Linked DNA regions of Mus musculus: all the other regions are linked to region 3. A link is a contact called in public Hi-C and targeted proximity ligation data. All regions are on one chromosome and are shown on one strand. The core of a region is the stretch at or near the end of the contact, and the rest is flanking DNA. Distances in the headings are between cores, read along the strand shown. Region 1 holds the start of Drap1 (Dr1 associated protein 1 (negative cofactor 2 alpha)). Region 2 holds the start of Macrod1 (mono-ADP ribosylhydrolase 1). Region 3 holds the start of Rasgrp2 (RAS, guanyl releasing protein 2). Region 4 holds the start of 4930481A15Rik (RIKEN cDNA 4930481A15 gene). Region 5 holds the start of Trpt1 (tRNA phosphotransferase 1). Region 6 holds the start of Fermt3 (fermitin family member 3). Region 7 holds the start of Malat1 (metastasis associated lung adenocarcinoma transcript 1 (non-coding RNA)).

Region 1 (2,700 bases), core at 106-2,605, 980 kb before region 3:
TTCCTGCCGCTGCTGCCCGGTTTCCGGCCCCTTCGGGAAGGTACAGTCCATCTGCACGAGGACTCTCTCCTCCTGGTTCATCCCCCAGCCACCCCCAACCTTGTGGCCTTGGCCTTCCCCACCTGTATACCGGGTCTTGGCTACCCACCTTCGAGGACCCTTGTCCCCATCCACGTGGTTGTCCTCCCCATCCCCCTGCATGTCAGGCACTGATGCCACCAAGTCTTTCAAGAAGTCAAACTGCTGCTCGAGTTCAATGCACTGCTTCCTAAAGAAGTGGGAAAGGAAGGGGTTCAAATGGGGCCCCCAAAACACTTAGGGAAGGATACAAACAACTTCTTCGTGTCAGTACAGTGGAACGTTAAAAACACCCCTACTTCCACCAGGCCTCCTGGGAGGGCCGGTGGCTCGGATCTGGTTGTATTCCCTGCACCTGAAACACCTAATCTCTCCTGCATCAGTCCAAATCCACAAAGCTGGCCTCCCTGGGCCTTGCACCACTCCCCCTGTCGGAACTCTGCCTCCTCAAAAGCCCCTCCCAGCTCGGCGGCCACTCACAGGTGGGACGTGGTCATGGTTTTGGCATTTCGAGACTGGGTCACCTGGCAAGCCTTCTTCAACAGGGACTCCAGGAAGAGCTCAAGGGCCCGGGCTGAAGACGTCAAGGAGAATCCAAAAAGGGGAGTGCCGCAGTCCCGCCCCACGCCCCTCAGCCCAACCGGCCCCTAGTAGGATACAGATGATGACAGGCACAGCTGCCGCCACCTTCCCAATCTCTTCGTCCGTCTGCATGATCTTTTTGATCCGCGCCTGCCGAAAGGAAGAGGACAGAGCTCGTCTCTTGCGTCCCTAACACGGGGGACAGAGGGAACCGGGGGTATCCCGGGAGAAGGAGAAGAGGGCGGGGGGCGCTAAGTCAGGAGGGCATGGAAGGGGCGGGGCGTCAGGCCGTGAACACCTAAAGGCACCCGCCCCCCCCACCAGCAGGACCTGGGCCCAAGCCTCCCGGGAGCCCTGCCTGCCGGGGCCCATCCGGGCCACGTGCTCACCGGCGGAAACCGCGCGTTATACTTCTTCTTCTTGCTTGGCATCTCGGGGCCTCTCGTTGCGCCGGGCCCAGCGCCGCCGCCCGCAGCCTCCCGGCCCCGGGCCTGTCCGCCGCCGGCCCGCCGCGGTCCCCCCCCCCACCCTCCCCGGGTCCTGGTGCCGTTTACTCCGCCTACACCACTTCCCGCAGGGTCCTAGTGCCGCCCGTAGACAAGCAGCTCCCCAAACTCGAGCGCTGGGCTTCGGATCCTCTGGGGCGGTGCGCGTCCTTCCCCGGGCTCGCCCGCCACGCCCACCCGCCCCCCAAGCTAAAGTACGAACGTTAGCTCCGCCTCCCGAAGACCTGCACCTCCCGGGATTCTCGCGCCGGCTCCGCCCCTGGACGCTGCCCGCCCCTTCCCCTGGAGCCCCCGCCCCTAGCCTTCTGGTTCCGCCTCTGGCCCCGCCCCGTGACTGTGTTTGTCTATAAAGTTGTTGTTGAGGTGGCGGGACCCTAAGATGGCGGCGGCGGCGGCGGCCGTGGCAGGGGCGGGGCGCGGCGGGGGTGGCGGCGGCGGCGGCGGCGGCGCAGCAGATCCCGGGCAGGAACGGAGCCGGGCCCGAAGTTGGGTTGGCGCGGAACGGAGTGAAGGCCGGAGGTGACTGCGGGGTGGCGAGAGGGACGGCAACCCTTAAGCTGTGGGCACTAATGGCGGCGGATGTGGTAGGGCTGGAGCCTGGTCCTCGCGCAGGCCTGGTCCTATCTGGTTCGAGTCTGGATGGTACCCATTGACCCCCTGATGGGCCGCTGCCCTCTCTGGGGCTCAGAGCCTCGGTGTTTCACGGTGCCCCCAATCGTTCACCGGGGGAGGCCTGGCCCTCTACAGCCATCCTCTGAGGTTGGCGACCCTGCGTTTTGCCTACGTCCATTATATTGCAGCGCCGCGCTACCTTGCAGGACTCTAGTCCGGTGGTGTAGCCGAGCCCCGTGCCAGTTCACACTTAAGCTCTGGCGCTCTTTACGGGCATGACCTTGGGCAAGCCCCTTTTCTTAAGAGTTTCAATTTCCTTGTTTGTAAGCAGTGAAAGTAGTACTAACTATAGCTACTCCACCTCAGGCGTCTTATTCTGGAGACAAATCTAGACAGGATCAGTTGTTACCCATTGTGAAGATGAAGCAACTGAGGCACAGACATTATGTCTTGCCCAGGGCCACAGTTTACTGCAGTGCCTGGCACCCTCCAGGACCCAGCACTTTTTATTTACTGTCTCAAACCTCTGACTCAGTTCCCTCACAACAGGATGGAACCAAATGAGGAGCTGGAAGAGGAAGACTCTCCAGGTGGCCGGGAGGATGGCTTCACTGCTGAGCACCTGGCTGCAGAGGCCATGGCAGCCGATATGGACCCCTGGCTGGTATTTGATGCCCGTACCACACCTGCCACAGAGCTGGATGCCTGGTTGGCCAAGTACCCACCATCTCAAGTTACTCGCTATGGGGACCCAGGTTCACCCAACTCTGAACCTGTGGGCTGGATTGCAGCCTATGGGCAGGGTTACACCCCCAACTCAGGGGATGTACAAGGGCTGCAGGCGGCCTGGGAGGCTCTGCAGACCAGTGGGCGACCCATCACACCAGGTACCCTGCGCCAGCTGGCCATCACCCACCATGTG
Region 2 (2,980 bases), core at 39-2,538, 660 kb after region 3:
CCTCCCCCACCCCCGCTTTCTTTTTAAATAAAAATGTAGAGTCTCACTGGGTAGCTCTGACAACCAGCTCTCAGGTAGGCCAGGCTGGTGTGGAACTGAATATGAAGTAGTGGCTAACCGGGAACAGGTTACAGGCATATGTCATTATGGAATATGAGGAAAAAAAAAATTAGCCGGGCAGTGGTGGCGCACGCCTTTAATCCCAGCACTTGGGAGGCAGAGGCAAGCAGATTTCTGAGTTTGAGGCCAGCCTGGTCTGCAGAGTGAGTTCCAGGACAGCCAGGGCTACAAAGAGAAACTCTGTCTCGAGAAGAAAAAAAAAAAACAACAACAACAACAACAACAACAACAAAAGAAAAGGAGAAAAATAAAGAAGAAAAAAATTATCCTTCTTAGGTCACTACTCTAGTGTTTCTATACACCCACATTTATAGATCCATATTCTCTCTCCTTTTCTCCTTTTTTTTTTTGGTTTTTGGTTTTTGAAGACAGGGTTTCTCTGTGTAGCTCTGGCTGTCTGGAACTCTCTGTAGACCAGGCTAGCCTCGAACTCAGAAATCAGCTTGCCTCTGCCTCCCAAGTGCTGGGATTAAAGGCATACGCCACCACTGCCCGGCTCTTTTTTATATTGATTGTTAGACTGACCTATTGACTGAGACAGGGTCTTGCTATGTGGCTGCCTTGTAAGTCAGGCTGATCCTAAACTTTCCTAAGATCCTCCGCCCTCACCCTCTGGAATGCTGGATTGTAAGTATGCCTTACCATGCCTATTTGACACCTAGGTTTCTTCCTGTCAAATCTCACTAATGTCTTGTGAGCTGCTGTGGAATTCAGTCGGCGCTGCTTGGCTCTTGGAGCTTAAGGGAGGTCGAGCTCTTCAGAAAAGTTGCCCCACCCTAACACATAGGTCCGCGGCACCTATCACCCCCGCCCCACCTTGGCAGGCTGGAACGTGCAGCTGCTGTGGATCAGAAGCAGAGCTGGGTGATGCGGAGGCACCAACACAAGTCCAGGTCTCTCTATGCCTACAAAACACGCGATAGGACCGAGTTTACTTATGAGCCACGGCAACTAGGCGGAAAGAACTAGAAGCCGACTTGGCGGGAAAACCCACGCACGGAGTGCCTTGTCGAATCACCGAGCTTCGGAAGGTTGGCTGCAGCCACACTCGGGAGGACACAGACAGGCTGGGTGCGCACGTGTGTGCTACCAGTGCGTGAGCGCAGTGGGCCGGGACGGAACTACAAGTTCCAGGGTGCCCAGCGGCGCGCCGCCCGCGGTCTCTAAGCAGGTCGCCACGGGCTGGCACGCGCCACTCTCGTCCCAGAGTAAATAAGGGACCGAGCGCGACTCTCCGGAGCACCGTAAATAGAGTCCGAGTGGGCGGGGAGCCGCCCGGCACCGCCTGCTCATGTCGCTGCAGAGCCAAGTGTCCGGCCGCCTGGCACAGCTGCGCGCGGCGGGGCAGCTGCTGGTCTCCCTGCGCCCCTGGCCCGGCCGCTCGGCGGGTGGCCCGCGGCCCCGTGGCAGTGCGTGCGGTCCCCTGGTGGCACTGGGCGAGCACGGCTACTGCGCGTGGCTCTCGGCGGGAGTTGGGGCGTGGGGGGCGGCGGGGCGTGGAGCCTGGGTGCGCACCTGGGCCCCCCTGGCCATGGCCGCGAAGGTGGACCTGAGCACCTCCACCGACTGGAAGGAGGCCAAATGTAAGTGTGAGCGCAGGGCGTGGGTCTCCCCGGCCGAAAGGCACTCCACGAGCAACTGAGACACTCGGGAACCCCTTTAGCCCACATCCATACCCAGCTCCTACACCAGGTTACCCCTTGACTAAACGAGTGGGGAAGGCGGCCTTACCTCAGCAATGGTCCCAGGTAGTCCACACCCCCCACACCCCCAGATCCTCTGGGATCTGCCACCTTCCTCCATGCATGCACAGGAGGGAAACTGAGGCTTAGGGCCAGAGTTCACTTCCCCAAGGTCAGGCTGGGAGTGTGCAAAGGCAAAGTGTAGAAGCTTGGCCTATCAGGTAGGGTCAGGTAGCCCCAAGAATGGCAGCTCGGGGGCCTCTCTGGGAGTATGGTAGGTGCCCGTTTTGCCCTCCTGCTGGCTTCTGGCCCCTTGCCAGCACTTTGCTCCTTCTTGAGGGACTGGGATCATAGAACTTGGAGAGCAGGCTGACATCGGGCGTGGGCTTGTGAGAATCACTGACTCCCTCAAGAATGAAAGTATTTCTCCTCCTGGACGGGCATGCCAGGAAGGGGCCACGGGTCCCGGACGACCTAGTCGCTAACTGGAATGCAAAGTGCAGAGCCCCAAATAGCCCTGAGTGGCAGTCCAGCTGCCCCTGCCTTTCAGCGCCAGTGCTTCCCTTATTATTCCGGGCCGATCCTCCTCCCAATGAGCGGCTAAGGCCATTGGCTGGGCTGCTAGTGGGCGTGACCATGGGGGCTGGGTCAAGCGGGGTTGAAGGTAACCTCAGATTGGTTCCTTTTTAGAAAAGAGAGCTCTCCCTTGTTGCAAGTCTGCCCAGGATCCTAAAGCACTTGACAGTCTTCTTTGGGAGCAATCAGAACTTGCCACTCCCTCAACCTTGGCCGGGAGTTGCGGGGCTCGTCCAGAATTCCAGCAGAGGGAGTTAGTGTTCTTCCTTAGAGTCCTGCTTACCCATGGAGAGCAGCAACCCAGGGAGAGGAGGAGAGTTGGGGCAGTACCACACGTAGTGTACCGTCTGCGTCTATTTCTACATTCCAGCCCTTCTCCCCGTAGCTCCCTTTTCCTTGGTGACCCTGAAAACCAGCCTAACCTGGGAAAGCTGATGGGACCTGAGGTTCCTCAGCTGCTGGACAGACGCTATTTTCTTCCTTTCTGTGCCAAGCGGGGAGTCAGGGGCGCTGGTCCTTGAGCCTCTGGAGAGTCTGATCTCCGCTTGCCATTTCCGCCGGGCTTAATGGGATTAGAGATGCCAGTGTGCTGCGGCTAGCTT
Region 3 (2,956 bases), core at 250-2,749:
TCGCCCAAGGCAAGGAGGGGCAATCCTCGGAAGGGGTTTTGCGGCCCTGGGTTTCATAGTGAGTCTAAACGGCCGGAAACTGTTACCTATCCCTAGGCTAGGTGTGAGGGACATAACTGCTTGTGGCTGCCCCTCCCAAGTTCCTCGTCTCGGCCCATGCATCCAAGGCTTCCAGTTCCGAAACTGCAAAGCACCTACCCAATTTATAGACGCCTCTTTCTCTCTTGCCCAGTGGGGTGTCCCTCGCCCCATCTCTAGACAACGAACCTGGGTTCCCAGGGAGCCGCGTGTTCGTTCATTCATTCCTGGCTTTTTGAGGCTCCACTGGACCAAAACCAGCTCGCATTCTGTCCCAGCCCCTCCCCCAGGCCATCGCAAGGATCCGCAGCCCCACGCCCGCGACCTCCACCACGCCCGGGCCTCCGCCGCCCGCAGGAAGACGCCCGGGCCCGGGCAGGGTGAACCCCGTGGGAACGGTTTGTCTCGAAAACAGGAACCCGGACCGGGGGGCTGGGCGGGGCGCCCCTTCCCCACCGCAGTCCGCTTCCTGCCCCTCCCGGCTTCCTCCGTGCGACACCCAGGCGGGGCGCAGAGCCCGGGGGTGTCGCGGTGGGGGAGGGCTGCTGCACGCGGTCCCCACACCAACAGTGGCGCAGCCCCCCGCCCGCGGTTAAACTCTCTGGGGCGGCAGGGGAGGGGTTAATCTGCTTCAGGGCCCGGCGCGCGCGGGGCGAGAGGGGGAGTCCCCGGTGGAGGAGGCGCGGCGCGGGGTGCAGGGGCGGGGAGGGGGCGGGGCGGCAGGGCGCTGGGCCGCGGCGCGGAGACCGGGTGGGAGCCGCAGCCGCAGCGAGGCCGGCGGGCGGGAGCGCACGGAGGTGGCGCTGGCCGGGCAGGGTTCGGGGTCCGCGCTGCGGGTCCCAAGAGTGAGTGAGCGAGCACGCGCGCGGGTGGGGCGTGGGACACAGAGGGTGCGGCCCCTAGGGATCTCCTAGGGGCAGGCTGGCGGGGACTGCGGGTGGGTGGGGAATCTGCGGTCCTGGGTGGGACAGAGCTTGCGGAGGGGATGAGGCACTTAGAGCCACCCGCAGGAGGGGGGCGTTCGAGGCATTCCGGTGCTCGCCTGAAACGTATCTACCAGGCTCTTCCCTGCAAGTCCCCATTTGACAGATGGGAAAATTGAGGTTCAGAGAGACTAAATGATTCTCAAGGTCACCCAGCAAGGAAGTAACAGTCAGGAGGGAACGACTCTGAGAAGTCCTCGGGAGGATTCCCTAATGTAGGGGAGTCTGTGTAAGGGCGAGGTCCCTTTCCTTGGGACAAGGTTTTGGCGAGATCCAGGAATGTAAAGAACCCCAGGCTTTGGGGCTGCGAGCCCTGGAGCCTGGTTGAGGGGGGAGGGGCGGCAGAATGGGTGTGTGCGCAACCAGGGGGTATGTGGATGCGTGTGGGAGTGTACATGCGTGGAGATGCACTGTCTTTGCGTGTGTGCACACGTGTTCAGATGTCAGAGCTACTGTGATCGAGAGATCAGAGGCTGAGCTGGTTCAAGTGAACAGAAGGTCTGGGAGGTGAACTGCATTCAGGTTTGCATTCTGAAGTAAAGGACTTGGGTATGTGTGGCTGAGGATTTTCATTGCAGGTGTGCATGGGATGTGGGTGCCATTGTGTGTGATTAGGACGGGAGGTGTCTATGACCCTGGTGTGTGTGAAAAGGGTCTTCTTGCACTTAATGTAGGTCATTGGCCTTCGGCAAATACCTAGTCTAGAGAATAGGTGTTTGTTCCTGCATGGGTGCTTTTATAGTCCCCACTGATGACCAGGATTATTAATGGTGTCATGCAGGCCATGGCGCTAGCGGCCCCTTCTGGGCTCCCTACTCGGTGCTCTCACGCACAATTTAACTATGCAGCAGGGTGGGTGGGAAGGCGGGAGCCCAGGTTGGGAAGATATATGGCAATTCTGGAAGGGCTAGGACCGGACTCCTGGGACCTTAGTACTTGTGGGTTGGGAGTCCGCGGTTCCCAGGCTTTGGCTTCCCACTGACATCTCCCAACCGCAGTGGGCTACCCCTCCCACCCCCCGCCCCAGGAATGTTCTTCTCTCTAGCCCTCCTCCCCAAGGGCAGGCCCCTGGGGGATGCTACGGCCCCGCCTCCCACTCGGGGAGCCCAGGAGGGGGAGATGTAGGCAGGACTCCTGGGTTCCCTCCTCCCTCCTTCCATCCCAGGGAGAAATTCCTCCGAGGTCCCCTCAGGCACTGGGTTCCCAAAATAACCCTGCGGGGGAAGGGAGGCTGTGAAGGGAGGGGAAGCGGGAGGAGTGCAGAGTCAAGCTGTGGGGTGTTGCAGGTGCCTGTGGGGAGCAAATGCAAGGAGAGGAGGGCCCGCCAGGAGGCTTGGGGCACTAACTAACCCCTGGGGTCCTGGCTCGTCCCTTATTCTCGTAGAACCCTTCTAACCTCCCGCGACTCCGCGGGTGGGCCGGAAGCCTCTCAGCTAGTCCATTTCCCAACTAGCGAGTTGCACCATCCCGGGGCAGGACCGTTTAACCCTAGAGGGGCAACGGCAGGCAACTCCGCCCATGCCCAGCAGGGGGCGTGCCCACTCCGCCCCGTTCCTACGCGCCGAGCCGCTCCCCCCACCTCCCGCGCCTCTGCTGACTCCCACTTCTCCCAGGACAGGGGTCCGAATTGAGCACCGTGGGAGGCTCTGAGAGTGTAGCTTGGGTCTAGCCTACTGGCACCGGCAGCCATGACGAGCACTCTGGACCTGGACAAGGGCTGCACCGTGGAGGAGCTGCTCCGTGGTTGCATCGAAGCGTTTGGTGAGTTGCATGCAGCACGAGGGGTCACACCCAGCTGGACCCTGAACCAGACTCTAGGCCAGAACCTACCCAGGCTCCTATTTTGAAGTCTTCTTAAGAAAAGCTCCTTGATTTTGCGGAGAAGTACCCCAATG
Region 4 (2,713 bases), core at 179-2,678, 990 kb before region 3:
TGCCACATTTTAATTGTTTTTAATTTTTTAAAAAATATTGACATTTTTACTTGATATGTATGGGTGTTTTACCCACAAGTATATCTGTATGTATATCACATGAATTCAGTGCCTGCTGAGGTCAGAAGAGAACACTGGATCTGGAAAGGAGTTACAGTTGTGAGCCTCCATGTGGGTGCTGGGAACCCAACCGAAATCCTCTGGAAGAGCAGCCAGTGCTCTTATCCTCTGAGCTGTCTCTCCAGCCCCAGCCTGATCCACACTCTGCCACTTTTGACCCTCATCCTTGTCAGAAGTATGAATGGATTCAAATTGGATTCTATCTATCTATCTATCTATCTATCTATCTATCTATCTATCTATCTATCTATCTAAGAAAGAGTCTAATGTAGCCCAGGCTAGCTTTGAACTTGCTATACAGACAAGGATAAACTTCAACTTCTGATCCTCCTGCCTCCACCTCCCTAGCGTGGAGATTACAGTGCTCGCCACTGTGCCTGGTTTATTTGGTGCTGGACCCTTAACTCAAGGCTTCTTGCATCCCAGGCACGCACCCTGCCTCCTGAAACGTGCTCCCGGTGCAAGGGTAGATTTCTTAGACTTTTACACTTATTTATCTATTTGTGGATAGGCTGGGGTGTGTGGTCTGGGATGCATGTGACCACTGGGAGGATAACTTATAGTCAGTTCTCCCCTTCTGCCGTGTGAGTCTCAGCTGTCAAGCTTAGGTTGACGTTATGTTTCGTGGCTCCTTTACCCGCTGAGGTGTCTTGCCAGCCTCTAGGGTAAATTTTGAGAGAGTGAGTTGGTAATGACATCAGTTTGGAAACAGCTGGTATCCTGCTGAGATCTCAAACCTGAAGCTACTAAACTGTCTTCTTTCCCTCTTCCTGTCCTCCTCCTCTTCCTCCTCCTCCTCCTCCTCCTCCTTTTTTATGTTTGTTTTTTTTTTCAAGACATGATTTCACTGTGTAACTCTTATTCGCGTTCTCACGACCGGCCAGGAAAGAACACAACAAACCAGAATCTTCTGCGGCAAAACTTTATTGCTTACATCTTCAGGAGCCAGGAGCGCAAACCCCCAGCCCCAAAAGCGAAAGCCACCCCAATCTTACATCTTTAGGAGCCAGAGCTCCGGCGCGCCAAAGCGCAGAGCGCGCTCTATTGTTTACATCTTTAGGAGCCAGAGCGCCGGGCGCGCAGAGCAAGAGAGAATGGCCGAAACCCCGTCCCCTTTAAGGAGGAGTTATCCTTCGCTTAGGACGCATCACTCCCTGATTGGCTGCAGCCCATGGCCGAGCTGACGTTCACGGGAAAGGCAGAGTACAAGTAGTCGTAAAATACCCTTGGCACATGCGCAGATTATTTGTTTACCACTTAGAACACAGGATGTCAGCGCCATCTTGTGACGGCGAATGTGGGGGCGGCTCCCAACATGTAACCTTGACTGGACTGGAACTCACTCTGTAGACCAGGCTGGCTTCAAACTCAAAGATCCACCTGCCCCTGCTGGGTGCTGGGACTAAAGGCCTGCACCACACGCCTGACTGGTGAATTGTCTTCTAATTCTAAATCTGGTACTAAGTGCTCTAAGAAAGCTCAAGAGGCTCACTGGTGTTGTGGTGGCCCAGGGCGTCAGTAGTGCCGTGACCTCCAGCAAGCGTATGGCCTGGCAGTGGAGACTGACTAACCCTAAGGTAAAAAAACGGATCCTGTGAGGGGAGCCCCCATAGAATGGGTCTGCGTGTGCCAGAGGGAAGAAAATCAGAGCCATCGAAACATAGGGGCTACCATTTGCTGAAGTTGGGGTCGATCTGGAAAGGTGTCCCAGAAAACACAGGCAGCACCCACAGATAAGAACAGCTTTTGTAGTTTAAACTCTTTAAATGTGTAAGGATGTTTTGCTTGCGTGTATGTCCGTGCCCCACATGCCCAGAGAGTCCAGAAGAGGGCGCTGGTCACTGAAACTGAAGTTACAGATCGTTATGAGCCGCTATGTGGGACCTGGAAGCTGAACCCTCTGTGGTACACTCTCCCATCTGTGGTACACTCTCCCATCTGTGGTACACTCTCCCATCTGTGGTACACTCTCCCATCTGTGGTACACTCTCCCATCTGTGGTACACTCTCCCATCTGCTGAGCATCTCTTCCTGCTGGAGTAGCTTTATCTTGCTGGAGTAGCTTTATCCAGCACCTGGAGGAGCCAGTCATGCCCACTCCTCCTTTACCACCGTTCTCCTCCCATCCCTTTACAATAGGAGAGCAGGAGTTTGGAGTAGAGGGTGAGGATAGGAAGGACGCTTCCCTCTGTGCTCGATGGTAGGGGCTCCACTGGCCAGGAGAGCAGCAACTGTGTTGTTCTAAATCAAGTTCAGAGAGGCGAACACAAAGTAAGAGTGAGTCAAGCTCAGAGATCTGACGGTGACGTAAAACCAGTCACTTTATTTTAAATCACTCATTCATTTGTTCTATTTATTTTTATTGTTATTGTGTGTGCATGATAGGAAGGGGGTGGCTACTGCCACAGCATGTATGTGGGGTCAGAAGTCAACTTTGTTCTCTCTTGCCACTTTCATGTGGGTTCTGGGAATTGAACTCATGTCATCCGGCTTGCACAGAGAGCACTTTCCCCATTGAGTCACCTCACTATCCCCTATTTTATGTTTTAGGGGGGTCACCTCCACTATCTTACTCTGCAGCTCAGGCTAGCCT
Region 5 (2,816 bases), core at 55-2,554, 600 kb after region 3:
TCTTGCTGGGCATGGAGGCCTGGAGCAGACTCAGTGTGAGAGTCCTGGCAATCCCTAACCCAGGCCCACCTATTCCAAGGAGAGCAATCGGAAGCCCAGCTAGGAAGGATTACATGGATCGGATAAGAAGAGGCATCCTCCCTTCAGTCTCTCCTCCCATGTTCCCTAGCTTCCATAGGTGTGTTCCAGCTTAGATTTATGGCTGGGGCTCCCAGATGGCAGTGAGCACCTTGTTTCCTCCCAGTAGTGGTGGAGAGTCATGGGTTGTGCTCAGCTGGGCCCCACATTCTCCTGGACAGCAGAGCATGCGCCTGCAGGCTCAGAAATACCAAGCCGGTTTTCCCTTTATGAGAAGAGGAAACCAGGACCAGGAGTGCTTGGATTTTGAGCCTTTGGACCTAGCCAGTCATCTTACCTGAGGTTCAGGGTGCCCACCGGGTACATCCACCAGTCCGGGAGCTTCCGCTACCTGCTGAGAGCGGCGCAGGAAGACAAGGAAGTCGTCAGCTGTGACCAGTGCGGCACCCACCCCCAGTGGGTCTGCCAGATAGGCTTGCTTGTCACCCCAATCTGCAGCGCCCTGCTGTCGCAGCCAGGAGGCTGAGCTGGACCAGTTGGTGCCCAGGAAGTCCCGGTAGGAAGTTAGACCCAAGTGCAGGAGCAGCTGTGGCTCAGGCGAGCTGGACACCAGTGTGGCTGAGTGAAGGCGGAACTTGGGAGCATCAAAGATCCAAGGTTGGGCCTGTTGCCGAGTCTCCCAGATGGCAGTGATGGCCTTGTCTCCTCCAGGCAATGGACGACGGTCATGAGCCGGGCTCAGCTCCACTGCTACCTGCTCCTGGGAAAGTCCCCCAAGAGGGCACAGCAGCAGCAGGGACACCTCGGGGTCCATAGTCTGACAGGGCAGCTCTGGCAGAGGACACAGATGGCCATCCTGTCACTCTAGGAAACGAGCTGACCCTCTCTTCCACAGAACTCCTGAGTGCTCCCCAGTCCTTTTGCAGATCCCTGACTACTTATTGCGAGCATCATTCCAGCAAGAGTACTGAGCTCAGCAGGCGCCCTGGAATCCTGCTGTCCCAAACCCCTAAAGCCTCTGGCAACCCTACCACCCAGCAGCACTAGGTCCCCAAAACTCTCAAGGCCCCCGCCCCCCCCCCCCCCAACTCCAGGAGTCCTACCTCCAACCTGGACACGCTTGATCTACTCCCAGGATCTGGAAGCTTGATCTCGGAATTTAGCGGCTGGCCCGGCCCCCAAAGTCCACCCCTTTCCCCAAGCGGAAGTACCCGCCCCTTTCTTTCCTGGCTTCCCATTAGCCAGTCCGTGTTCAGGTCCGGATCCCGCCCTCCGCAGTGGAGCCCTTCAGATCTATGCAGACCCGCCGACCTACTTGTCAACGCATACGCCAGCCCGGTGCCCGGGGCAGCCGTGCTGTGATCTGATTTCAGGGCCCGGGGTCTGGTCCGGATCCCTCGGGCCTCGAGGCTGCCAGTGTGACCTTGAGCAAGTCTCGCCCGCTGGGCCTCAAGTTCCCTTGCTGAACTAGGGTGGGATGAGCAGTGCGGTTCTTATCCTGAGCTTTTGTAACTTTCTGGGCAGAGAACCCACACTCCCTGCTCCCTACAGGTCTTGATCATGAACGCCCCTGGAGGAAGGAGGAAGGAAGGTAGAAGGACTCATAGACCCCGGGAACAGGTGCGCACCTTTCCAGCCTTACCCACAACGCTAGGACATGGGAGAGACCCTCTGAGCCTTAGCTTCTTGGTGGGGTAGACTGCAGCACCATGGGCGCTGTTCTAGCCTGCCTTAGCAGTAGGACATCCAGGGCTGGCTACTGAAACTCAGATCATCACTGGACTCTTTCAGGACCGAAATGTGCAGCTGTCTAAGGCTCTGTCCTATGCCCTTCGCCACGGGGCCTTGAAGCTGGGACTTCCCATGCGAGCTGGTAAGTAACCATGCTGGAACTGGGAGGAATGGTGGGAGCCCAGAGAGCAACTGGAACCTCTGTCTCCTCGACTTTAATTCTTAACATTGCCCCAAGAGGAATGCAGAATAGACACACCCTCCAAATGTACAGGGGAAAAAATGTACAAGGCCCAGAACCTCTTTCATATCCTCTGGAAGAGGAGCCCCTGTCTAGGCTGGACTTCATGATGTCTCTTTCGACCAACTGGCCCAATCAACACTTCCCAAGGATGGACAGAGGAGCATACTGAACAACTGATGTTTATTGAATGGCCGCTGTGGGCGGATACTTAGTGCTTGCTATGTTACTCTCCCTGGAGCAGACACACTGTTCTGGTTTCTTTTTGTAGTGTTTTGTTTGTTTGTTTGTCTTGGTTTTGGTTTTGGTTTTTTATGTGCATGAGTGTTTTGCCTGCCCCACGTGCATACTTGGCTCTCGCAGAGGCCAGAAGAGAGCATTGCATTCCAGTGGGACAGGAATTACAGGTGGTTGGGAGCTGCCGTGTGAGTGCTGGGACCCGGCCCCAGGTCCTTAGGAAGAACAGCCAGTGCTTTTTTTAATTGTGGCACCATCTAGAAAGCCTCATTTTTCATTTTGGGGACAAAATGTCATGTAGCCTAAGCTAGCCTCATCTTGAACTCTTGATTCTTTTGCCTGCCCTTCTCAAGTGCTAAGCTTATAGGCGTCTACCAATATGCCCACCATGAAGCGGGCACCTTCCCATGTTAAATAAAGTGAGGCCTGGGGCAGAAATGCATCTCCTTAGCAGAGCTCTCTCCTGCCTGCTGCAAAGCCCTGGCTTCCATCCCCAGCACAGGAAAAAACAAAACAAGGGCTGGGGGTG
Region 6 (2,700 bases), core at 79-2,578, 620 kb after region 3:
GGGAGCTCATGGTGGGATGTCTTCCGGCTCTGACTATCGGGGCTTTCCTGCCATCCTCCCAGGAAGTGATAACTCTCATTCTCTGCTGGTAAAGTTGATGAGAAGCCTCATGGGGCCTTCTGGGTGACTGATATCGCCCTAGCCTACTCTGCCGTAACTTCCTGTGGGGGCAGGGCCTCTCACCCACTGTCAGCAGCCTGCCAAGTGGTTTGCTGGGGAGGAAATTTAGGAGAGTAGGTGCCAGGTCCCCAGGAACCTCCTAGCCATCCCTCAGGAACATAATAAGCCTCGGCACAGGCAAGACACACAGGGGACCATGTTGTCTGTCTCTTGGAGACTAGACAGAACCAGTAGGAGCTGGAGGAAGTATGGAGAGGGGAAGTTGAAGAAATACCTTCTTTGGAACCAAATAATTAAAGACTGTTGCCTGAGTCACTGTGACAAGGTTATGAGTAGAGGCGAGAATGGCCTAGAAAAGCCAGGGAGAGCTGTCATGACTGGATACATAGGGTCACGGGGACTCACTGATTTCCTCCACGATCTTCAGAAGTACCCCACCAATGTGCGACTCCCCCGTGACTCGGAGTGTGACAGACTGGGCCTCAGGGTCCTCCTCGCCCACAAACACCCTCAGCTCCCAGGAAGAGTCGATATAGTCCCCGGAGGCTGTCTTCATACCCGCCATGGCTGCGGCTGTTTCTGCTGAGACAAGGTGAGTAGACAGTGGGCTGCCTAGAAATAAGCAGGAGTCCTAGGGTACCCTGGGTAGGTGGGTAGGCTTTGGGGACACTGGTACAGAGAGCTACTGTGATCCAGTCAATATAAAACCCTCTTACTATCCTAAGTGTTTGGGCTGAAGAGACAGTTCCTTAGAGTCCACGTTGTCCTGCCAATTCAGGTTTCACAGGTGGGGACACCAAGGCCCAATACTCATTGTAAAGTACCCTGCTAGGTACCAGAACAGGTCAACTCTCCTACTCACAGTTCTGCCAGGCCCACCTATCTCAGAAACAAGTCCTGGCCCACAGCTCACAGCCAGTACTCTAACCCAAGCCTCTAGGGTGGTGGCAAGTGTGGCTGCTCTGCACAGAATGGCGGAGCAGGGGACAAGTGAGTCCTCCTGGGTCTTTCACTTACCTAGCCTGCAACGGGCTGCAGCTGCAGGTGGCAGTGGGACACCTGTTACCCTGGTCTGGCCTGGTCCTGCTCAGTTGCTTCCTTCAGAGGTCAGCCTGTAGTGGCCTTATCATGAAAGTTGTACTAGTCCCTCCCCAGGGCGGGCTGTTGCTGGGTACAGGAAGCACACTGCCAGCACGCAGAGGGCTCCACGGGGCCCTTGCTTTTGTTACCACAGGAAATGAGGGAAGAACAGTGCTGGGGTGACACCACAAAGTTCTCTTTACCCCACCCCCAGGCATCTACTGGTTGCACCTCCAGCCTGCTTTTTTCTTTTATTATTATTTTTTGTTGTTGTTCAAGACAGGGTTTCTCTGTATAGCCCTGGCTGTCTTGGAACTCACTCTGTAGACAAGGCTGGCCTCGAACTCAGAAATCCACCTGGCCCTGGTGGTGCTGGGTGCGCCACCACTGCCCGGCTCCAGCCTGCTCTTAGTGGGACTGTCTACAGTCAGCAGTGAAGTCCTTCCCACCTTTAAACAGGACTTGTTTCCAAACCTACCAGCCTTAAATCTGTCCAGTGACATGCTAGAGCCTCTCTGCCTCATAAAACCTCAATGTGATTTCCTCCAGGACCCTTTATCCCGTCTCTTTAGAGGGTTCTGGTGGTCCAACAGCCTCATGTCCATGCCAGGCACTGGGATGCAAATTGCTCTAAGGAACTGAGCAGGAACGTAGACTTTTCAGGGCAGCAGCCTACCATTAATGGACGTGGTTTTTTCTTTTTTCAGAAAGGGTTTCTGTGTAGCCTTGGCTGTCCCAGAACTCACTCTGCAGACCAGGCTGGCCTTGAACTCAGAGATCTGCCTGCTCTGCCCCAAGTGCTGGGATTAAGGGTATGTGCCAACCTCTCCTCCCAAGGTAAGGCTTTTTAAGTGTGACTAGGAGAGGCTGCTCTGAGGAGTCCTGGGGTTGGGACAGGAAGCTAGTTTAGGCTAACGTAAGACATAGTACAGCCTGGTGCTGGACTCAGCATCTTGCTAGCCCAGGAAGCAGTCTTTTGGGAGCAAATGAGGAAGTTCAGTGTTGGTCACAGTGTGGGAGGAAGATAGTGGTGTGGAGCTCAGGATTGGAGCAGCAGGAGCTGTTGTCAGTATTAGTCTCAGGCCTGCTTTCTGACCCACCTTGAGTCTAGGTTAGGTTCTAGTGTTGACCTAGCAGGTTCACTCTAAGACTGCACTGCACAGAACATCAACCCAAAGCTGATCAGAATGCAGGTAGGTCATCAGTTGTTGAGCGACACTTCCACCTAGTGGCCACCCTGACAAAGCAAACAGCTCACTCTTCAGCGACCTTTCTTTCAAGGCCATCAAGAAAAGGCTTTGTGTTGGCTTCCAATTCAGCACTACTGTGTCTTAAGAGAAGAAAGTCACTGGAGACCGTAGCAACATATAACCACGCCTGACTGGCTTCTTTATTGAGGAGGGACGTGGGTAAGAACAGGTGAAGACAGCTGGGACCCTAGGTTGGGAAGAACACCCTCCCCTCCCCGTATGCACCCACTGCCCCAAATAAAAAATAACC
Region 7 (2,943 bases), core at 67-2,566, 600 kb before region 3:
CACTTCTGTGTAGACCTGGGTCAGCTGCCAATGCTAGTCGTTAGGATTTTAAAAGCACCTCAGCTCAAGTCCAATGCAAAATGCTGACAATCTTGAAACTGTTATCAAAAGTCCTTTTGTCATCAAGCAAAATTAAGCTACAAGTTAAGGCTTTTAATATTCTTCTAACTCTTCAAAGGCATTCTGCCTTAACTTTTTACTTCAGTCCTAGTAGCTTTGATTGCTAGCTTCAATCTTGTATGTGGCTGTCTAAAGACTCTTCTAAACTGCTCGCTCCATCAGAAATTTGAACTTATGGCTTTAAAGATAATTTCCTTCTGACTTTATATCTTATCCAACCTTTTGGCCTCAATCTTATCTTCTTTGCCTATCTTGAATGCTGGCATCCAAAGTTGTCTTAACTTCCATTTTGTTTTTCTATCTTGCTTCTTTCTATCTTCTATTCTTCGGCTTCCTACTACCTGTGCCTTTAAGTACCTTTTCTGTCTTCTAAAGATGCTTTGTCTTCTATTTTCCTATCTTCTCTAACAGCTTTTTCTTCACCTTCCTGTATGTCTTCTTCGTCTTTCACTTCCATTTTCTAATCTTCTTTCTCCAAATACTAGCCTAACCTTTTTGTTTTTTCAAGACAGGGTTTCTCTGTGTAGCCCTGGCTGTCCTGGAACTCACTCTGTAGACCAGGCTGGCCTCGAACTCAGAAATCCGCCTGCCTCTGCCTCCCAAGTGCTAGGATTAAAGGCGTGCGCCACCATCGCCCGGCTAGCCTAACACTTCCATCTTCCCTGTTTCCAACTCATGCCTTCAAACGTACATGCGCCAGTCGAAGGATTTTTATAACGGCCGTCAACTTAACCTACTTTTCTCAATCTTTTAAAACTACACCTCATTTTCAAACTATTCTCTACAACTTTACTGTTTTAAATGCCACTTAGATTCTATTTAGGTAACCTTCGTTTTAATCTACAAGGCCGACCTTCAAACTAGAACCTTTTAGAACTTCACAAAACCTCCCTTTACAATCTCCTAAACTGCTCTGGTCAGCCTCCATTATACAGTACAAATACTTTTCTCCTCATTTCCTTTTTCAAACTGTTTAAATAAGCCTTCATGTTATCTCTTAAGATCTTCTTAGATTATTAAGACTAAGTAATATTTCGATAAGCTACTCTATTAGCTTAAGTTTAGAGTTCTAATTCTTTTTACTGCTCAATCTTTTTAATTAAAAACTTATCTGCGATTTCCTCGGGCTGAGTCTCCTGCCTCACGAGCTCAGCTGTGCTGCTCTACGCTGCTCTGCTCTCGCTGCCTGAATGCCTGACGCAGAGCCCGGAGCGCCGGTATTTATTGCAAAGGGACACGTCACTCCACCGGAACCTAGTAACCCTCCACCACCTTGGTGAAGGAAGAAAAATAGTTCCTCAGAGAGTTAAAAATAGATCCTGACTTCCAAGTTTCTAGATTTTTCTTGACGTCGTGTGGGCCTCTTGGACCTTGCTAATACAGAGAAATGTTTAGCTTGTACCAGCTAAATAGGTACAAATAGGTTTAAAATTTCTGGTCACAAGGAGAAAAAACATGAACTAATAGCTATTAAAAATGGGAGCCCCAAGTTTTTCAGATGTTTCAACACCTTTTGCGTTTTCCTGGGAGGACAGAGGGTATAGCGTATGTTGCAAGTGTTAAAACAGGCTTTCCCACAGCTTCAGCTTCCACTTCCCATTTTGTAACTCCCCGAGCGGCTGCCATTTCATGCGAAACAAGATGGAGGTCTCTCGGAAAGTGACCGGCCCTGCGAGTGGCTTCTGAGGTGGTGACACTTTGTACTGGTTTATACTGGGAATGCTCCTGTAGGGACGACCTGCAGCCTCCGGCTGCTCTCGGGGCCACTTTTCCGAGCCCGGGTACACGAGCGCTTTGGTGCTTGCCTACGTCCGCCATGTTAGGCTGCGGTCTCAGCCCAGCAAGGCCATGGTCGCTGCAGGTGAGGGCACGGCGACCTTGGCGGCCATGCCGAGCACCACCCGCACTGCGCTAATAACCGTCAGAGCCCGGCCCGTGGCGGCAAGGTCCCCAGGTCTATCTCATCGCTTCCTAAAACTACGACGGAGGGGAAAGGATGTTTTTCTCTTTCTCCCAGGACCATGGAGAAAGCGTCACTGGGCGCAGAAAGCGGGGGCCGCGCCAGGGAGGGCGGGGAGGACCGCGGAACCCGTCGCGAGGACAAAGGGGGTGGGGAGAGGCGCAAGGATACGCGGGTCGTGAGTCGCCGCCTCCCTTTGTGAGCTGCTGAATCGAGGGCTGGCAGCCGGCCGGGTTCGACCGGTTCTAACCGGTTCCAGCCGGTCTAGGCAAAGTTTCTGCTGCAGAGCCTCGCTGCGCAGGCGCGCCCCGCCCCGCCCCCAAGCGCCTTCACCACGGTGCTGGAATGACTGGTGTGGGAGCAGGGCGGCTGCGGGGGGCTGTGCTGCAGTTTCCTGGTCGCCCCTTATTGCGGCCTACTGGGCCCACGGACATGGCTTTTTTGGTCTCTATGTCATCCATTAAGTGTTAAGACACATACTTTGCTCGTACGTTTACTTTATACTCTAGAATTTTCAAAGGGAAGCGAGTCTCGGGTTGATCCCGTAAACTGGAGGCTGCCTGGATTTTTAGAAAAGCTGCTGGAGTCGTGGGAAACAGCGCCCCGGGGCGCATTGAGATCCAGAGCTCGCGATCGCACACGGCCTGGCGGCACCGTCCTGCTCCCCACCTCTACGTTCTAGGACCTGTGAATAGGGAGGTTTGGGCAGAGGCTTTCCCAGGGTAGACAGAACTTAATGACCATACAGGCTGATAGTCACTAAGGACATAAAATTACATGAATATTCTATTATAAAACTAAAGGAGAGAGGCACCCTTAGACTGAGGTGGGGCTCTAGCAAAGCTGGAGGTCCAGTGTTAGAC

What was found. Hi-C and Micro-C count contacts between places; a contact is called where the count stands out from the background.
Region 1: a contact with region 3 is called in a targeted proximity ligation map of pancreatic cancer cells. A contact is called at or near these places in 2 of 130 datasets of targeted methods (double positive thymocytes and pancreatic cancer cells) and 1 of 9 other capture datasets (liver).
Region 2: a contact with region 3 is called in a targeted proximity ligation map of pro-B cells, with 2.5 times the contacts expected there. A contact is called at or near these places in 1 of 39 promoter capture datasets (pre-B cells), 4 of 130 datasets of targeted methods (large pre-B cells, memory CD8 T cells, pancreatic cancer cells and 1 more) and 1 of 9 other capture datasets (liver).
Region 4: a targeted proximity ligation map of bone marrow-derived macrophages shows a contact between it and region 3, with 3 times the contacts expected there. A contact is called at or near these places in 1 of 484 Hi-C or Micro-C datasets (B cells), 3 of 130 datasets of targeted methods (bone marrow-derived macrophages, double positive thymocytes and embryonic forebrain) and 1 of 9 other capture datasets (liver).
Region 5: a contact with region 3 is called in a Hi-C map of B cells, with 15 read pairs. A contact is called at or near these places in 10 of 39 promoter capture datasets (the C10 cell line, cranial neural crest, embryonic stem cells and 5 more), 3 of 484 Hi-C or Micro-C datasets (B cells and embryonic stem cells), 16 of 130 datasets of targeted methods (SST interneurons, T-cell acute lymphoblastic leukemia, bone marrow-derived macrophages and 10 more) and 2 of 9 other capture datasets (embryonic stem cells and liver).
Region 6: a targeted proximity ligation map of double positive thymocytes shows a contact between it and region 3, with 3 times the contacts expected there. A contact is called at or near these places in 12 of 39 promoter capture datasets (the 3T3-L1 cell line, the C10 cell line, cranial neural crest and 6 more), 12 of 130 datasets of targeted methods (T-cell acute lymphoblastic leukemia, bone marrow-derived dendritic cells, double positive thymocytes and 6 more) and 1 of 9 other capture datasets (liver).
Region 7: a contact with region 3 is called in a targeted proximity ligation map of memory CD8 T cells, with 35 read pairs. A contact is called at or near these places in 1 of 39 promoter capture datasets (pre-B cells) and 3 of 130 datasets of targeted methods (double positive thymocytes, memory CD8 T cells and pancreatic cancer cells).

The regions. Positions count from the first base shown.
Region 1 is chr19:5,423,624-5,426,323 of GRCm38.p6, forward strand. It overlaps Drap1 (Dr1 associated protein 1 (negative cofactor 2 alpha)), which reads right to left and starts at 1,356. Exons shown (of 7, transcript NM_024176.2): 1 at 1,050-1,356; 2 at 738-810; 3 at 559-652; 4 at 149-268; 5 at 1-30. The coding sequence starts at 1,091. AI837181 (expressed sequence AI837181) reads left to right here and starts at 1,521. Exons shown (of 2, transcript NM_134149.2): 1 at 1,521-1,685; 2 at 2,328-2,700. The coding sequence starts at 1,546.
Region 2 is chr19:7,055,480-7,058,459 of GRCm38.p6, forward strand. Macrod1 (mono-ADP ribosylhydrolase 1) reads left to right here and starts at 1,289. Exons shown (of 11, transcript NM_134147.4): 1 at 1,289-1,703. The coding sequence starts at 1,412.
Region 3 is chr19:6,399,042-6,401,997 of GRCm38.p6, forward strand. It overlaps Rasgrp2 (RAS, guanyl releasing protein 2), which reads left to right and starts at 1,500. Exons shown (of 17, transcript NM_011242.3): 1 at 1,500-1,610; 2 at 2,680-2,822. The coding sequence starts at 2,750.
Region 4 is chr19:5,405,387-5,408,099 of GRCm38.p6, forward strand. It overlaps 4930481A15Rik (RIKEN cDNA 4930481A15 gene), which reads left to right and starts at 1,429. Exons shown (of 4, transcript NR_027938.2): 1 at 1,429-1,697.
Region 5 is chr19:6,994,827-6,997,642 of GRCm38.p6, forward strand. It overlaps Trpt1 (tRNA phosphotransferase 1), which reads left to right and starts at 1,305. Exons shown (of 7, transcript NM_153597.2): 1 at 1,305-1,698; 2 at 1,870-1,951. The coding sequence starts at 1,639. Nudt22 (nudix (nucleoside diphosphate linked moiety X)-type motif 22) reads right to left here and starts at 1,211. Exons shown (of 6, transcript NM_026675.2): 1 at 1,182-1,211; 2 at 416-909. The coding sequence starts at 892.
Region 6 is chr19:7,018,141-7,020,840 of GRCm38.p6, forward strand. It overlaps Fermt3 (fermitin family member 3), which reads right to left and starts at 1,329. Exons shown (of 15, transcript NM_153795.2): 1 at 1,138-1,329; 2 at 526-699. The coding sequence starts at 685. Stip1 (stress-induced phosphoprotein 1) reads right to left here. Exons shown (of 14, transcript NM_016737.2): 14 at 2,556-2,700.
Region 7 is chr19:5,801,356-5,804,298 of GRCm38.p6, forward strand. Malat1 (metastasis associated lung adenocarcinoma transcript 1 (non-coding RNA)) reads right to left here and starts at 1,317. Exons shown (of 1, transcript NR_002847.3): 1 at 1-1,317.